2 separate regions of the Anas platyrhynchos genome follow, and region 1 is linked to region 2. The links are chromatin contacts, called in public Hi-C maps. All regions are on one chromosome and are shown on one strand. The core of a region is the stretch at or near the end of the contact, and the rest is flanking DNA. Distances in the headings are between cores, read along the strand shown.

The links. Hi-C and Micro-C count contacts between places; a contact is called where the count stands out from the background.
Region 1: a contact with region 2 is called in a Hi-C map of liver, with 2.2 times the contacts expected there. The contact joins the promoter of DHCR24 here to the enhancer-like site in region 2. A contact is called at or near these places in 2 of 8 Hi-C or Micro-C datasets (liver and subcutaneous adipose tissue).

What each region holds. Positions count from the first base shown.
Region 1 is chr8:34,471,154-34,477,296 of IASCAAS_PekinDuck_T2T, reverse strand. DHCR24 (24-dehydrocholesterol reductase) reads left to right here and starts at 2,428. Exons shown (of 9, transcript XM_027462418.3): 1 at 2,428-2,767; 2 at 3,110-3,265; 3 at 3,707-3,812; 4 at 4,077-4,195; 5 at 4,286-4,549; 6 at 5,350-5,493. The coding sequence starts at 2,537.
Region 2 is chr8:34,289,294-34,295,056 of IASCAAS_PekinDuck_T2T, reverse strand. It overlaps NDC1 (NDC1 transmembrane nucleoporin), which reads left to right. Exons shown (of 18, transcript XM_027462870.3): 8 at 152-284; 9 at 2,358-2,450; 10 at 3,764-3,845; 11 at 4,741-4,896. Among named protein-coding and RNA genes, the nearest start is that of NDC1, 8.7 kb to the left of the region's middle. Within about 2 kb of position 2,591, at least 1 of the 8 cell types and tissues checked has an H3K27ac peak or open chromatin away from gene starts, as enhancers often do. A contact at or near this core is called in subcutaneous adipose tissue, where this site is marked.

The DNA of each region.
Region 1 (6,143 bases), core at 1,179-3,678, 180 kb before region 2:
AGACCATGTCCCATTTCTGACTGTACAACCCTGTACCAAACAAGCATGCAGGAAACGTGGTGGTAGGTGAATAGGGAAATATACTCCTAGCCCCTAAGAACCACAGGCTAGTTTATTTATTGAATTCAGGCTTGCAGCCTTTCCAAAATTCCCGTTCAGTTTTCATAGGCATTGCTGTTAAAATGCCCATCCTTTTGGTGTACCACCCAGCAGCAGCTCCGTGGCAGCCAGTACCAGGGCTAAGTGAGATCGCGTGAAAAAAGGGCTTTCTCACTGTTTTCAATGCCTTTCTCTGCTTCCACTGAATGCCTCTTGATACTTTTCTTACGGAGACAGAAGTTAGCAGCCTACTTTCTTCCGCAGCTCCAATGCTCTGCACACTATTATCATGTCCCTTTAGCTGTCTCCTTAGAAAAATAGCTGCATCTTTTAATTCTTTGTCCAAAAGCCTTTGCACAGTTATTGCTAAGCCCTGCTTTTGTAGTGAACAAAGTCCTGCCGGAGCAATCTGTGATGAGCTCTCACCAAGGAGAGGGGTGACCCCACGCAGCCGGTGAGAAGCCCCTGCTCTGCTCCCTACCCTCCGCCCTCACAAGTGGCTGAACTCCATCAGAGAGCTGATCCGGGCAGGAAAAGATGAATTTAAAAAGCAGTTTAACTCTTCAGTCAGATGGGTTCTCCAACCTGTTGTACAGAGTGACAGCAGAAGCATTTGTACCGCACAGCATGCCCAGAACAGCGTGAGTGGGCGGCGGGGATGGCAGGCGAGGGAGGGCGAGGAGGAAGGGAAGAGGACTGCTTTTTTGGGAAGCAGCAACAGCTTAAGCACACATGAAATGGTAATTGAAGAGAATTGGGGTTTTAGTCTTACAGGAGATACCGGGGGAATCTCAGCTTTTCTGACCGTATTTGTAGATGGTGTTTTGCTAAGCTGACATTGGTTGTTGGATGATGTTTTGCTCGCGCCTAAAATAGCTAAAACTGAAAAATATCAGCCTTAAAAAAATCTCCCCTCCTCTTCCCTCCTGATTCCTGCATCTTCTGTGCTTGGCATCGGTGTGTACATAGGCAATTTCGCTGTGATCTTAACAATGATTCATTTCTCTATTCCAGAGCACGTTTTCGCACTGCAGTCTTTAAGCTCACCTGCTCCCTTCCTGCTGCCTAGGGCCTTACAAAAACAAGAGCAGAGCACGGAAAACGTTATAAACGCTTTTAATGGATCTCCATTAAAAAAAAAAAATAATAAAATAAAAAAAAAAAAATCAAAGTAGTATTTACACCAAAGGTATGAATATCTCCTTATGAATAAATGATGCTGTTACCCAATAAGCCCTGCACTTGACCACTCTCAGATCAAGCACAATTATTTAGCTCCTTCGCGGAGGTTAAAATAACCTCTCCTACAACACGGGAAACTTCTTTGTCATGCATAATTCCAGCCAGCAGGCAAATTGGTAAACAAAAGGCGATAACATCAATTCAGGTACAAGAAGGAAAAGCACCAGCGTAGTACAGCCTGGCCTCAAATGCAATAAACGCAATTTGCGAATAAAGTTAGGCTGGAAATTCAGGAGACCACCTCAAAACATCGGAGCAGTGAAGCCGCAGGTGAGTTTTTTGATAAAAACGGGGAAAAAAGAACGAGCAAGGCCCAGAACAGCGGCTCCCAGTTTTCTGAAGGAGACACAAGGTGTGGCTGCCGAGCTTTGAACCCCGCTGCTCTTGTCACCCTGATGGACCTGTGCCCTGTCCCCTGATGCCACCAGCCCCTGACCCAGGGGGGTCCCAGGCCCTCAGACCCCATCCCCATCCCCATGGGTGCCCCCACCTGGAGCCCCCACCCCAGCCTGACCCCGCTGGGGGTGCCCCAGGTCCTGTCCCCGTGAGGGTGCCCCCAGCCTGCCCCCTCCCCGCTCCTGATCTCCCAAGGGTGCCCCCACTTGGGTGCCCCCACTGCATCTCCCACCCCATCAATGAGCCCCCAGGGTGCCCCCACCCCAGGACCCCCACCCCAGGACCCCCAACCCCAACCCCATCCCCAACCCCATCCCTATCCCCATCCCTGTCCCTATCCCTATCCCTATCCCTATCCCTGTCCCTGTCCCTGTCCCCCCAGGGTGCCCCCACCCAAGGGTGCCCCCCCCCTCCCCTCCCCCTCCCCTGTGGTGCCCCCTCCCCAAGCCCCGCCCCCTCCCCTTAGCCCCGCCCCCAGACCCGCCCCTCCCCTCTCCCCCCCCTCCCCCTCCCCCGGGGTATTCCCGGTCCCGCCTCTCCGCGCGCCGCGCGGCTCCCGCCCCCTCCCAACCAATCACCGCCCCCCGCGCCTGGTCCGATCTCCCCGCAGCGCCCTGATTGGCCGCTCCCCTCCCCTCTCCTCAGCGCGGCGGCCAATAGCGGCGCGGGGCGCGCGGGTGGGAGGGGGGCGGCAGCGGCGCCGGGTCCTAGCGCCGGGCTGAGGCGGGAGCCGGGAACCGGGATCGCGATCGCGCTCGGCGCTGAGGCAGAGGCTGAGGAGAGGGGGGCGGCGGGCGCCATGTCGGCGCTGTGGTCGCTGTGCGCGGGGCTGCTGCTGCTGCTGCTGTGGGTGCGGCACCGCGGGCTGGAGGCCGTGCTGGTGCACCACCGCTGGGTCTTCGTCTGCCTCTTCCTGCTGCCGCTCTCCATCCTCTTCGACGTCTACTACCAGCTCCGCGCCTGGGCCGTCAGGCGCCTGCACAGCGCCCCGAGGCTGCACGCACAGCGGGTCCGGCACATCCAGGGGCAGGTGGGCCCCTCACGGCACCGGGGGGGGGGAGAAAAATGGGCAGTGAGGGGCCCCCGAGGGGCTCCGGGGGGCTCCGGGGGGGGGTTGGGGCTCGGATTTGGGGTCCCGAGGTTAAATCCTAAAGGTTTTGGGGGTTTGGAGGTGCCCCCCTTCATCAGCGCCTTCCCTGTGGTGGGGTTTGGTTCGTAAGTTTGTGGGGTTGCAGGGGTCGGTCAGCCAGCGGTGGGTCACCCACCCGCTGGGAAATGGCAATATTTATAAATATTTGTCATGCTGAGGGAAAATTCACCACAGGAGGGGTGTTTCTGGCTCAAAGCGTCTCCCTCTTGGCGTTCCCTGCAGGTTCGGGAGTGGAAGGATGAAGGCAGCAGGAGGTACATGTGCACCGGGCGGCCCGGCTGGCTGACCGTGTCGCTGCGCGTGGGGAAGTACAAGAAGGTGCACAAGAACATCATGATCAACCTGATGGATGTGCTGGAAGTGGACAGCGAGCGGCAGGTAACGTTCCCCACAACGCTTCCATAACGCCGAAACCTACAGCATTTTGTGCCATGGTTATAGCCCAGGAGCACGACCCCATCCAGAACAAAGGATATTCCTGGCAGTAGGCTCTGCAGACCCACCAATATTCGGGTTTTACAACATGCACTTGGATCACTCTGTCCAAAAAAACAGCATATGGGATTGCTTAGTTTTACGTGCTGAAGCCTGAAAACCCAGATTGATTTATGGGCTTGGGGACTGAGCAACAAGATGCTGAGGCAGGGGAGGAATCACTAAACAGTTCCAACTATTTTTAGTAGCGCTCTTGGGGAAGTCAGGCTCTGAGTTCTGATAACAGATGGGACTACAATCCAGTTAGCCATGGTTTGTCATCACTAACGCCAAACACTTAGCTTATGCCTGATGGGAGGATTGGGGTTTTTTTTGGCTTTTTAGGTGGTTCGTGTGGAACCTTTGGTCACCATGGGCCAGCTGACTGCGTACCTGAATCCTATGGGCTGGACTATTCCTGTGGTGCCAGAGCTCGATGACCTTACAGTAGGTAAGAGTTGTTGTGATGACAAGAGACTGATGGATTTTGCTGCGTTTTCATTTGCTTTTATGCAGTAGCGCCTTGCATTATTTAAAAGTTTCCTGAAATACTCGGTGTTCTGTTAAGGTATTTGTGTTACAAGCACTTATTTTTTCCTTTTCCCAAATAATCTTAAAAGCCACACCCAGAGCTCAAAAGCAAAGCTTTGTTCTTGTAAATCACGTTCATTTTGAAGCGTGTTTCATTTGGTTTGTTATGTGCTCTCTCAACAAGGTGGTTTGATCATGGGAACTGGCATTGAGTCTTCATCCCATATCTATGGACTTTTTCAACATACCTGTGTGGCCTATGAACTTGTTCTTGCTGATGGAAGCCTTGTGAGATGTACACCAGTAAGACAAAATGTTATTTTGCTATCATTTACAATGTCATTGACCCTTGTCAGTATGGATATATGATTGAGTATGACATACTTTTTGCAGACTGAAAATTCAGACCTATTTTATGCAGTGCCTTGGTCTTGTGGTACTCTGGGTTTCCTGGTTGCAGCAGAAATAAAAATGATTCCTGCCAAGAAATACGTCAAAATCCATTACAAGCCCGTAAGAGGACTGCAGAATATTTGTGAAAAGTTTACCGAAGAGTCTAAGAAAAAGGAGAATAATTTTGTGGAAGGACTCGTATATTCTTTGGACGAAGCAGTCATCATGACAGGAGTCCTGACTGATGAAGCTGAACAAAGCAAGGTAACTAAAGGGAAGTTATTCACAATGAAAACAATGCCCCCAAGGTTTAATTGGAGCTACGCTACCATATGACATTATACAACTAGAATCATTATAAGATTAGAACAATCTCTTAATATGGGATGAAAACTTAGATCTGTCCTCCAGGATGCTTTAAATTGCAGCTCTTTGTTACTACAGCAGAGTCTGTACTCTAAATCTCTTCAATTGATGGGAAGCGACCCATTGATTTCCGTTATCACTGCAAATAATTTAATCTGCCTTTGCTTTGCAGTACCCAGGGAGGAAGAGAAGTATCTTTTTTCATATACTCTGTTTCAACCTGCAGTTATTCAGAGCAACTCTTTCCCCAGCACCTCTTAATGCAGTTAATGCTACTAGTAAGACAAATCAGGCATGTTTATAGAATGGACGTGCTGTCTGTTCACTGCGTTGCTCAACCTGGATGTTTCTCCTCTGCCACAGTGGGGCTTCGGATTAATGATGGGTTGAGAGGTCAGTGTCTTAGGAATCTGGTTCTGCCACATTCATGGTCTCCTATTACCCTGCCCATAACATGCAGGCCTTGTTTAAATTCTTCATCGTGAAAAGAATGTTAAGAGGGAGCTGTGCATGTGGCCGGAAGAAGGAGAAATGAAGGCTTTCTAGATTTCTTGAGACAGTCTCTTTTGAACTGTCACAGAGGATATAATGTTGATCCTTCATGGTAAAGGAATTTCGGGGATGTACTTAATGTTGTCTGGTAAGGTGTCATTGTCGTCCATGTTGGGATTTGCTAATGAGTGTATGTTTCCTTGTAGATAAACAGAATTGGCAACTACTACAAGCCATGGTTCTTCAAGCATGTGGAGAAGTATTTGAAAGCTGACAGGACTGGGATTGAATACATTCCCTCGAGACATTATTACCATAGACATACACGTAGCATCTTCTGGGAACTCCAGGTAAGACCAGTTCCAAAATTAAAATAACATCTACAGAAAGCTGCTCAGCTCTTTCCCCGTGTAGGCACAACGTGCCTTCTTCCCCTTGGCAACACTTCTGTCTTGAATGACAGAGAAAAAACAATGAAGTTTGCAGCAAATATAAAGCCCTGTATTTGGGCAACACAAAGCCAAAGCCGCTACTTTATATTTAAGGCATCAGATTGTAACTTCCTAATTTTGGTTTCAGTGCTTTTCTGAATTTAAAATGTAAATACATACTTAAGCGTTAAGATTTTACGCCTACTAAGTGATTTCCAAAGACAAACGGTGGAAAAACCATGAATGTGTCAATCGTGGCTGAAAACGTGCCCTGCCTAAACTCATAATGCTCATTATTTAGTTGCATCATTAATTTTAATCACATGAACGCATTTGTAGTGATGTGCATTTATGCAAAACTTTTATTTGGCATGCTGAAAGATTACTATTGCCACATTTTGAATCTTCGGAGTGAGATACCAAATCCTTTCAGCTACTGGAGAAGTTAAGTAGGAGTTTGCTATGCAGAAAGTACTTCACATTTTACAGCTGTAACATTCTTCTAAGGCCCGATCTTGCATGTGTCAGCTCTTGAAGGAGTTTTGCAAGTTTAGCTTCTTATGAGCTCC
Region 2 (5,763 bases), core at 1,342-3,841:
ATTAAAGAAATGGGATCCCGTAGCATCTTTAAGAAACTTTTTGGAGGAAAAGAAAAAGGCAACTACAATAGCATCAACTGCAAGAATACAGGTTACTATAGCTGTCTTCCATAATAAAAATATTTGTATCTTCTCGATGTTTTCTCTGCAGTAAATTGCATCCCCTTGACACTCTGAGTGGCTTACTGGACCTCTCTTTGTTCTACCATACCTGGTTATGTGGTGCATTTCTTCTGATTACCTGGTACATTGCCTGGTTGCTCTTCAAGATCTATGCTACAGAGGTTAGTATGTGGTGACAATGCCGAAGGTGTAATACAGTGCTTCACAGATACTTTTTTGAAAGATACTTTGAAAGATACTTTTTTTTCAAAAAAGTATCTTTGTACTTCATAGAAACTGCCCCATGTTCTTTGTCCTCTTTGGGTGTCAGGATGCTGTCCAGCACAGGGCCCTTTAACGCCTGGCAGGACTTGTTAGCTTGGTCTCTGCCTATGTTCCCATGCAGTGATTTTGTATTTGAGTGTGAGTCGATCCAAAGACTCGTGACAAACAGCTGCAGGTTACATGGGAAGATAATATATCCAGGAAACACATAACTCTCAATCCAATTTCTCAATAGAAAAGAGAAGAAAATGATGTCAGTGTTCTGTGAGCTAAGCTCTGGAAATGTCAAATTTCAACAAGCCATCAAAGTCCACAGTTCTCCTAAGCAGAGACATGTTAATAGAATTCAGGCCGCAGTATTAAAATAGACTTCAAGCAATCTTGGGAATTAATACATTTTTGCTTTTTCATTCAATCATTGTTACAAATTAATATGGCTAAAAAAAGATCATTTAAATATATAATGAATCTTATTAAAAATAAATCAGATGGTGATGGGGGGGTAGTGGGGTGAGGAGAAAGTCTTGCCACCAGAGAATTGGGGTTTTGATATTTGGCTAATCCAGGTATTTCCTTGTAAGAATAGAGGAAAATGTGTTCATCTAACTTGGATTTTTTTTTTGAAAACTTCCTTAAAATGCATATCAGTTGGAAAACCAGAGAAGTTTAAATCCCTGGCCAATGTACTGGTATGAAGCGCTCTTAAGGGATGAAAGGTTACACAGTGCTTCTTGGAGTATTAGCTTTAATTTTAAAAGGTCTCTGTTGTGATTATATGTGGAAAAAACTGTATGTTGTGATTATATGTGGAAAAATTACCAACAAGTCAAGCATAACTGCTATAATGATGTCAGAATCTGTAGACAGCTGAACAGAAGCTCTGATGTGTGAACAACCTGTGTCAGAGGATAATAGTTGAAGTGCCAGTGGACGTTGTAAGTCATTAATTATTGTATCAGTTACAAAAGTATGGAAAAGAAAAGAAGCATCCAGTTGTGAAGGTATAAAATGGATGTTGCCCTTTTGACTGTTGAACAAAAGATAAGCTGACTCGCCTGAAATTTTTGATTAGCTGAAAACACTTCCAGAGCTGTTCGCAAATGGTTGCAGTGTGTTAACTGAAAAGGCAGTAAAGGTGTAAACTTAGATCAGTTCTATGCAAAATCACTTTATTAACCCTTTGAAAGCAATTGCTATTATAAATTTCCATTTTGTAGTTGGAAAGGGAAGAGGAGAAAAAACAATGGTCTGTAATACAAGTTCAGTGACGTGGGACAGACAGGTAATCTGTGCCCAAACTGGTTCATGTTTAGTAATATTAAAAAGATGAAATATTTGATAAAACTTTTAAGCACTGTACTTTACATTTTAAACAATGTAGCTGCAAGATCAGAAATTAATTTGTCAAATCACAGAATGTGGATGTCATGGCTAAGAATTTCTTAGTGTATCAGTGTGGTGGTATGGGCTGCTGCCGGGAAAGTTAACATTCCAGCCAGACCCAGTACAATCAGTGAAACAGTGTAAGAGAGGAACTCTAAAGTCTTTCATTACTTGATGAGGAAACCCGTCTGGTTTTCAGCATATTGGTTACGCTATATAAGACAGATGTATAGTGTAGATTTGTCTTGTTTCTGTGTGTGGTGTTACTAGATTTTTTTTCCCCCAGACATGTATTCTAGAGTACTGTTGTAGCAATATGATGCAGGTAACTATATGGATACGTGGAAGGTATTTGAAGATAAGTATAGTTGGATTTTCTAAGACTGCGGTTTTAAATGTAGAGTAGACTTCTTTTCTTGCTGTTTCTGTTAAGTTTCAAAGCTATTTTACAGGAAGTTGAAGCAATTGTGTACGTGCTTTTGTAGTTCATCATTCCTCTAACAAGTAGTGGCTCAGGTGTGGTGTTTCATAAGCTTTTTTCCTCGTGTTTTGCTCTGAATAACACAGCTTCTGATGTTTATATTTAGACACATCATTTTCCTGTTCAGCCAACTTTTGCTGAGGAGACAGACCAGTGCCTGCCTAAAATCTTAAACAGCAACCCTCCCCTGATTATAAAGGTAAGTGGTCTTCCACCATCTTCCTGGACAGATGTGTGCTAGGAAGGTGATTCTGAAACCGTGATCTGTGTAGCAGTTACTTTAGCAGTGGTGCCAGTTCTTAGTTCTTCAAAAAGCTTCCTCAGAACACTCAACAAGGCAGTTTCACTTGGTGAAAACTTGGTTAGTAGTGACATCTGCTGGTGCTCACTATGCTATACTGCTTTTAGCCTGAAGACAGACTACTTTAATTAGAGGTGAGATGTATTTGTCTGCAACAAATGTGCTAGTTTGAACTGATACTAATACAAAAGGTTAAAAAAATATATATATTTTTTATTAAAAAAATATATATATTTTTTATAAAAAAATATATATTTTTTTGTTTTAATTTTTTCAGCTTTGGGTCTCTGTCAGGTAAACAGGAATTTTGTCATAGCTTTGTACACTTCTAACGTTTTGCTCCTGCTACTTACATTTGAGTTCTAACATGTGATCTCTCTTGAAATTAAAAATTACTCCTATATTTCTGTTGGGAATTGAGATTTTTTTTCTCAAAAGACAGTAATACAAAAACAACTGAAATCTGGGAGTAAAGGAGAAGAATTTTGGTCTGTCTGTGGTAGACGTTAATCAAATTTATTGGTTACAATTAAATAAAATTGACCTCATATAAGAAGAATCACATAAATGAAGGTAATATTCTGCACGTGGAAGTTCCATACTTAATGATTATATGGATCTGTGATAAAACTAAAGGTATAATAAGCTGCAATTCGTTTGAGTTCTGTTTTAAGCTTTGTGTTATCAAAGGATCTGTGGGGAAGAATTGAGCACAGTACAGTCTACTTTATAATCTCAGCAGTTACTAAAGTGTCTAGCTTATAATTGGGTCTTGCATAGTGAGAGAAATCCGGCTGTCATTGGACTGCCACGTTAACTACTTAATTACATGAAGAAAGCAGTATTAGCTTTTGTACCGTATGGCGCGCTGCAGCTGAGCTCTGGCTTGCTAAAACAGTTCTGTCTTTAGACTTCTGAGTTCTTTCTGTCTGCGTTATTAGCTGTTAGGATTAAAAAAAGAAATAAATAAAAATATTGTGGTAGGTCATTTTTAAAGAATGGTAAAGTTCTCTGATGCTCTACTTAGTAGCCCCATCCAAAGTGGTTCCAGGGACATGTTCAGTCCTTTGCTGCCTCTTTATTTCCTGTCACTGTTCTGGTTTTAGTCTTTATAAACTTAGTCTCTGTTAGCAATTGTATTTGTTTGTGGAACTACAGTTTTTAAGGAACCCACTTGGACTTTGTGTGAACTAAAACATTTTCCTTTGCAGTTCTTAGCCTTACAAGACTTGATGTTGCTTTCCCAGTATTCCCCTGTTCGACGGCAGGAAGTCTTTAGCCTTAGTCAGCCAGGTAATTATAAAAGCGCTCTCATGTTAATTCCTTTTTTTTTTTTTAATGCTAGTTGATGCTTTAATAGTCTTTTTTTTTTTTTTTGAATGCTATGATGTATGCTATGTAAGCTGGAAGACCTCATAAGTAAAAGCATTTCTCTGATGCTTGTTCCAAAAGAATGCTTAATTACCTGTATTCATATTGTTTCACGTACTAAATTCAATAAATATTGGTCCCTGTTGTTTGATTTAAATGACAGCCATGAGGAAACACAGGTCTTAAAGTATTGAAAGCAGGGTCCTCTTGACATCACCAATCAAATAGTCTAAACTGAGTAATCTAACAGATGTGTATGTAAGCCTAATGGTCAGATGTGAGATTAAATTGAGCATAAATAATGAGTCACCACTGGAGTTTTGAAAGCAAACAATGGCTATGATTCTAATTAGTACACAAGCCTCTTGCTATATACAAAGATAGGGCAGAGAAGGGCAAGTGAAACTGCCTAAAAGACTTCAAAAACTTTATGGCACCTCATCAGGAATTCTGATGTTTGCACTACTTCAGAATTGTTTACCATCACCATTGGTATCACTTGGTTCATTTTAGTTGTTTGGCAGACTTCAAATCTGATGGGCCAAACTGCCTGCATTTTCCACTTGCTTAATGGGTTTTGCTGAAGTCTTTTTTAGAGTTACTCATTGACAGGGAGTAGAATCTGTCCGTGTTTTCATTTTCCTTTCAGTATAAATAAACGGTCACAGTGAAAACACTGTGGCTTTTCAGAAACTGAATGATGCTATGGTCTTTGAAGCTTAAGCTGAGAGCAAATGTGCACGGTCAGAATAGATGCAGTGATGAACATCAGGATCAAACATGCCTACTGCATTTCATTTTGTCTGCATACTGCTAGGTGGGCACCCTCACAACTGGACTGCAATATCAAGGGAGTGTTTGAGTCTTCTAACTGATCTGACCCAGCGGCTGATCGCACAGCAGGAAGCTGCAGCAGCAAATGGGAGAGCAAAACAGCAAGCAGGAGAGATGAAAGTACTTCCACAGACTCCAGGTATTGTGAGGAAATGCTTGTAAGAGTTTATAAAGCATGGAAATACCTATGCATTACACAGAGGTACATTAATAGGAGTTAAGTTATATGGAAGAATGAGTAGTGGGGTTTTCTGCAAATAAATGGAAACAATAAAAACAAACACTTCCCACCCACAGTTTCATTTCAATTATTCTTGTTGCAATAACCCCAGAATAAAAATGGAGAACTTTGAAAGAGCATGCTTGCTTGGTTTGCTTTGTGCGATGTGTTCAATACAGTGTATTTTTCCACACTTGCATTAATTAAGAAAGTAACTATCACAGCTCAAGTAAGTGGTTGAGCCTAGTACAGGGAGAACTTCAGTCTTGCCAAGAAAGGTTTTATAATTTGTGTGGCTGCTCTTGTGATCAGTTTAAGATGGTAAAATTGCTCTTTATTTTGTTGTTATAGGGACTTTGAATAAGTTCATGCAATTTACTGAGTATCATGGTAGTAAAAGAAAAGCCAGTTCGACCTGAGTGAGCTGTGTGCGGTTGGCAGGCATTTGGGGTGTTTCACATGACGGACTCAGGCATCGTTCCTGGCAGCAGAGCTGTGTTAGCACGAGAGCTGCCAGGTAACTGAATCCCGTAGCAGTCAGTGCCTGGGACACAAGTATACTCCTGTCCTGGGAGCAGCAGGGAATTGTTGGCACGTCAGAGGTGGATTTCTTTTAGTGCTGCTGTTGCCTTGGAATTTGACACTGACGTGTCTTTCTAACGTACCAAGCAGAATCAGGAAGAATTGGCATTCTTATGTAGGGATTGTCCTTAAGCAGCTTTGTTTTCTGGTACTTAATACTAAAAGTACACTTTACATTGATACATACCAGCACATAGTAGTGCT